2 separate regions of the Mus musculus genome follow, and region 2 is linked to region 1. A link is a contact called in public Hi-C data. All regions are on one chromosome and are shown on one strand. Each heading gives the region's core, a stretch centred on a gene start, on an enhancer-like site or on the middle of the called end of the contact. The rest is flanking DNA. Distances are from core to core; before and after follow the strand shown.

What was found. Hi-C and Micro-C count contacts between places; a contact is called where the count stands out from the background.
Region 2: a Hi-C map of CD4 T cells shows a contact between it and region 1, with 2.8 times the contacts expected there. The contact joins the enhancer-like site here to the promoter of Zbtb24 in region 1. A contact is called at or near these places in 1 of 484 Hi-C or Micro-C datasets (CD4 T cells), 2 of 115 datasets of contacts at active chromatin or transcription factors (effector CD8 T cells and memory CD8 T cells) and 2 of 9 other capture datasets (adipose tissue and liver).

Annotation. Positions count from the first base shown.
Region 1 is chr10:41,448,932-41,451,631 of GRCm38.p6, forward strand. It overlaps Zbtb24 (zinc finger and BTB domain containing 24), which reads left to right and starts at 1,427. Exons shown (of 7, transcript NM_153398.3): 1 at 1,427-1,599; 2 at 2,158-2,700. The coding sequence starts at 2,189.
Region 2 is chr10:41,879,645-41,882,344 of GRCm38.p6, forward strand. All of the region lies in intron 1 of Sesn1 (sestrin 1), which reads left to right. Among named protein-coding and RNA genes, the nearest start is that of Sesn1, 70 kb to the left of the region's middle. Within about 2 kb of position 1,312, at least 47 of the 459 cell types and tissues checked have an H3K27ac peak or open chromatin away from gene starts, as enhancers often do. A contact at or near this core is called in adipose tissue and effector CD8 T cells, where this site is marked.

The DNA.
Region 1 (2,700 bases), core at 177-2,676:
AGAGTGGTTCCTGGTGACCAGCTCCGAGTGACACTCTTACCGATAACCAGTTTCTCCTTTAAATAGCAGCTTATTCGATAAATTTGATCTAGTTTTGGCTCTGTGGAGTTTTTATTGCATTGTTTTTACTGCAATTCTTTCAGCAGAAAACCAAACAAAAACCTATGTGAAAGCAAAGTTGAAAGACTGACCCTTGTTCTTTCTGTCTTTTTATCATTATTATCATTATCATTATTATTATTATTTTCCTCTCGGTGCTGAGGGCAGAATCCAGAACCCAGTGCTCTATCACTGAACAAAATCCCCAATCCCACAACCACCCTTGTTCCTTCTGGAGTGCAGAAGTCAAGCAAAGCTCTCCTGGCATCCCACTCGGACGCCCACATATCTGACCGATTTCGAGGGAGCTCTGGATAGAGTGCACTAGATAACTCTGTAAAGATAAGGGGGAAACCACAGAGCTCATACCTGTGTGGTATGAGCTGCTTTTGTGAGACCCCAACTTAGAGCGTTTCTCCCTGGAAGGTAAAGCCCCTAGACGTTCCCCAAGCTTGTTTTCCCTGATCTCTAATGCGGAGACACTTAGGGAGACACTTCGTCCTCAGCTAGCTGATAATAAAACCTCTTGCAGTTTGCATCAGGTGTGGTTTTCTCTCGGGACACTGGGGTGCTGGCCAGCTCATCCCGGGACTTGAGCGGAGGCCCAGCTTTGGGGGTCTTACACTTTTAATAAAAACTAGTAAGAAAGAAAGAGTCCGGCTGGTAATTCCATCTTTAGTTTCCAAATTGTGGGCAATATAGATGGCAAATTTATAATCTGGAAGTGGACAAAGTAGAGATAATTAGGTACACGCGATGCATAAACGCTGAGCGGAAGCTGCTGGCACAGTTGGAGTAGGTCCGGAACGAATCTGAGCGGGACTTAGGAGCATTGGTCCGGAACACAGAGCCACAGCAGATCCTACCCAGGTTTTTATTTAGAGAACTCTCCCATACCCATAGGTCTCAGAGGGAGCGACACTGTCCTGAGACAACTGAAACCCTCAATAGTCTCTCAGAAGTGCCATAAATCTAAATAAAAACAGCGGTCGTTTCGGTCTTTTTAGCCAAGCCAAGCACTTACTAAGCTCATTCTAACCGTACCAGGTAGGTTAACACCTCCATTTTATGGATAAACACAGAGCTGAGGATGAGTAACTTGGGAAGGAAAGCGAGGAAGAGGATTCATTCAGGAGGTAAATATCTGCTGATTGAAGCCACCGCCGTCTTTATGCTCAGCATCTAATCAGCGGATGTGGTGTCTACTGAGGTCTAAAGGAAACTCAGCGGGGTAACTGGAGGTAAATTTCCGCAGATTGGCAGGTTTCCGCACCAGACCCTCCCTTTCCGGATTCCACAGCAAAGCCCGCCCTCGGGGCGGGGCTCCGGGGTCACGTGATGCTACGGCCCTTGTGCGCGCTTCCGGGTTGACAGACGCCGGGAGTCCGGAGCTACAGCGTAGTGGTGGCGGGGGCGGGGACCGGCGACAGGCCCGGTTAGTGCCCTCTGGGCAGCCGGGTGGGCTGACCGTAGCAAGTCCCTGCGGGGCGGCCCTGACAGGTAGGTCCGCGGCCGGTTGGTTCGGCCCGGGGCCTTGGGCCGCGGAACGTCCGCGGGACTCAGGCCCCAGGCCTGGGACGGAGCTCCGGGCGCCGCTGCTCAGAGCGGGGCCTCTGAATCCGCGCGTTATTTCACCGTAGATCTCCCTTGCGTGGGTTCGTTCCCATATTTCTCATATATGTTCCTATAGTCGAAACAGCTATTCCGTGTGTAGCATCGAGGCAGCACACCCCCAACTCCAACTTTGTGCCGCCACACTTTGAAAGTTTAATTACAAAGTTAACGGACCGGAGGGCCGTACAGACTTTTGAACCCGTTCTCTAATTTCCAGAGGAAATTCCCCACCGTAAGAGGTTATGTGGGTACTGGAGAGGCATCCAGCAGGGTAGCCGCAACAAGGGGAGGAACCCAAGGCTTGGCTTTCCAAGTAGAGTGTAGAAGGTGATAATGTAAAAAAAAAAAAAAAAAAAAAAAAAAAACTGGGTTGTGACAGCTGGAACACGAACAGTCTAGTTAGGCAATACTTCTTCCTAAATAAACATTGATTTTTTATTTCAGATTTAAGCCTCTTCAGAGTCTTCTGGAGAAAATGGCAGACACAACCCCGGAGCCTTGTGGGCAGCTTATGGTACACTCAGACACTCACAGTGACACTGTGCTGGCCAGTCTGGAGGATCAAAGGAAGAAGGGCTTTCTTTGTGATATTACTTTAATCGTGGAGAATGTGCATTTCCGAGCCCATAAAGCCTTGCTGGCCGCCAGTAGCGAGTATTTCTCAATGATGTTTGCGGAAGAGGGCGAGATTGGCCAGTCTATCTACATGCTGGAAGGCATGGTTGCAGACACCTTTGGCATCCTGCTGGAATTTATCTATACAGGTTATCTACATGCCAGTGAGAAAACGACAGAGCAGATCCTGGCTACTGCTCAGTTCTTAAAAGTCTATGACCTGGTAAAGGCATACGCAGACTTCCAGGATAACCATAGCGCCCCAAAGCCACCAGCTTTGAACTGCACTGGGACGCCAGTGGTGGTTATTTCCAATAAGAAGAACGATCCTCTGAAACGGAAACGGGGAAGACCAAGAAAAGCCAATGGTTT
Region 2 (2,700 bases), core at 62-2,561, 430 kb after region 1:
TTTTTTACTGCAGTCTGCACTATTATTAGCAAACCTGTGTTTTAACAAGTCTGACAAATTTAGAAAATAATGGATGATCACAGCAAGTCAAGCCAGTCTACTTACAATATTGCGATTTAGGGAACCAAAACTAGCAATTGTCAGGGTGGGTGTTGGAGTAGGTAGGGGCTTAGGGTTTCAAACATGCCAGGCATGTGCTCTCCAACCAGCCATGGCCCAGCAAAGGATTTACAGTGAGTGCCAAAAGGGACTCAGGCCAGTGAATGGCTCAGCCTGGTTTGACTCCATCATAATCACCACCCTTCTACCTCCCCACCCCTTTCACCTCCCCACCCCCTCAGCCTCCTTCTACCTCCCCCCACCCACACTACACTACCATCCATCTTCCATGGACAGGTAGCAGGCAGAGAACAAAATTAGCCTCTGATCTTCACACCCACTCCAAGGCACATGTGCCCACAACAGACATCATGCACATGCATGTAAATACATACATACATACAAAATAAATTAAAGAGAAAATTAAGCGTAGCCCTTGGAAATTTTCACAGGAAATACTGGAAATTGCTTTAGAATGCTTTCTGAATTCAGCAAGACAAAGCAAAGTGAAAGAAACCTAACCTTTGTTTGTTCCTGCCTGTATTGTAAATTAGCCTTCAGAGTAAGGGAGTGCTGAGACCTGAAAAAACTGTACATGACAGTGACACCAGCAACACTCTGGAAACGTCTCCAGAATCCTCAGGAAACGTGTCCAAGGCGGCTGTGGCCTGCCAAGGAGGAAAAACAGGACCTGGGCCGCCTTCAGTTTGAAGGCCATGTTTGTGTCTGGCTGATCTAACCATTGTTATACTCTTGGAGGTGCTCTGCTGCCTTTCAGTATTCAAGTTTCCCATGAATGTTGGAAATTGTTAGGTCATTTAAAAAGAATTTCTTATAAAGATTCCAACTCTTATTTCCAACCTGTACAAAGAAAGTTTTCCACAAATTCTATATTTTTATTTAAATGCATTAATGGCAATTTTAGTATATATCCTATTTAATATATATTCTATGTGTCATATGAAGATGAAAGAAATAAATGATTGGTATGATATTAATATATTTTTTCAAGAGTTGATGAAGAGATTTTTATCAGTTACTTTTAACCTGGGACAGTGTATCCTGCTTTATAAGTTGTTGTGTTCTGCTCTGACATCTGACACTATATAATTTAAAAGAAAAAAAATTGAAGGTTGCACCCCATTGGTATCTGGAGCAGTTGAAGTCTTCGTGTTTGTCTGCTTTGTGATTGGCTGATGTGTTGCTAGGCATGTGTTTTGTTCTTAGAGAAAGTTAAAAAGTTGAGGGTGACCCATTTGAAGTGCACCCTGTGGCTTTGCCTGCCCTGCCCTCTCCTTCCCTCCCCTCCCCCATCTGCTGAAGTTTAGAATTGTTTTTTAACCCATCATTTTGTAAAGTTAGCATACAGTATCTTAACATTTTTTTAAGTTCTAATTGTGTCTGGTGCACAGACTAAAATACAGATTTCATTTTTAATCTCTTTTGGAGTGAGTTTTTAAATTTAGGTATAAATGAAGTAATAGCTCCAAAAGCTATTTTTTAAATTACACAATATCTATATATTCATAGTCTAAGACATCTTTTCTACTTGCTTATGTCATGTATTTAGTGTCTTGAGCTACCTTTGACTTGTATCAGCATGTCCCCTCAAAACCTTTGGTAACGTCTAGAGTCGTAGAAGACCAACAGTCAATCCCCACACTCGCCTCTCCTGGACCTCCTAATAGTTCCAATCTGATCCATTCCCTTTTAATTTGATGATGCTGAGAAGTGACTGTCTGCTGACTGAATGATGCTATTTAACTTCATCTCAATAGAGCCACCTCCCTATCACTTCACCCTAACTGGCCCTGTGGATAGTTAAAGCCAAGCTGGGTTACACAATGTTCCACACGTCTTGTCAGACAATGGTCTGTACACAGCCAGTGTCTGACTTGCATGTGCCGGCCTGACTTAACAAGTGAGTTATACATGCTGCTCGGCAACCTTGTCTTGCCAGTGCAAGAAAGAAATCAAAGCGGCCTGGAAGTATCTGTAGCTTCCCAAGGAGGAGGGAGAGGCTAAAAACAGCTAACCCTGGAACAAGCTGAGCTGCCCTGCCTCTGAGGACTTATGCAGCCCCCAAGTCTCCATATCTTTAACAAAACTATATTGAACTGGTTGTCAAGCCCACACTGAGCCAATACTTTAATTGACACGCCACTTTAAAGTCTACATGCTCTCGCTGCTGGTGGGCGCACACAAAGGCACCTGGGAGGCAGCAGCTCAAGCCCTCAGAGCTTAATGATGTGCATCTCTAAGAGACAAACGAGATAGAGATAATGCACTGTCACTCACGGTGAGTACTGTGAGCTAGCTTAGGCCCTAAGACCTTTCTCTTACCAGAGAGGAATACAAGTACTGTGAGGCACAGTTACTAGGTCAGGTGGGCAAAGTAAGATAGCCCTGATGATCTGGAGGTCACAGAGATCTGAGAAGAAATACTAGGTGGAGTAACAGGGAGAGAGGCTCTGAGACAAAGACTCCCACACCCACACCCTCCCTCCCCTTCTGAGCTCCACCTGAGTCAAATCGAGGCAGTAAGTTTTCTTTCTACCTGATTTCTCTTCTTGCCCTAGAATCAAAAGTTTAAACGGCCGC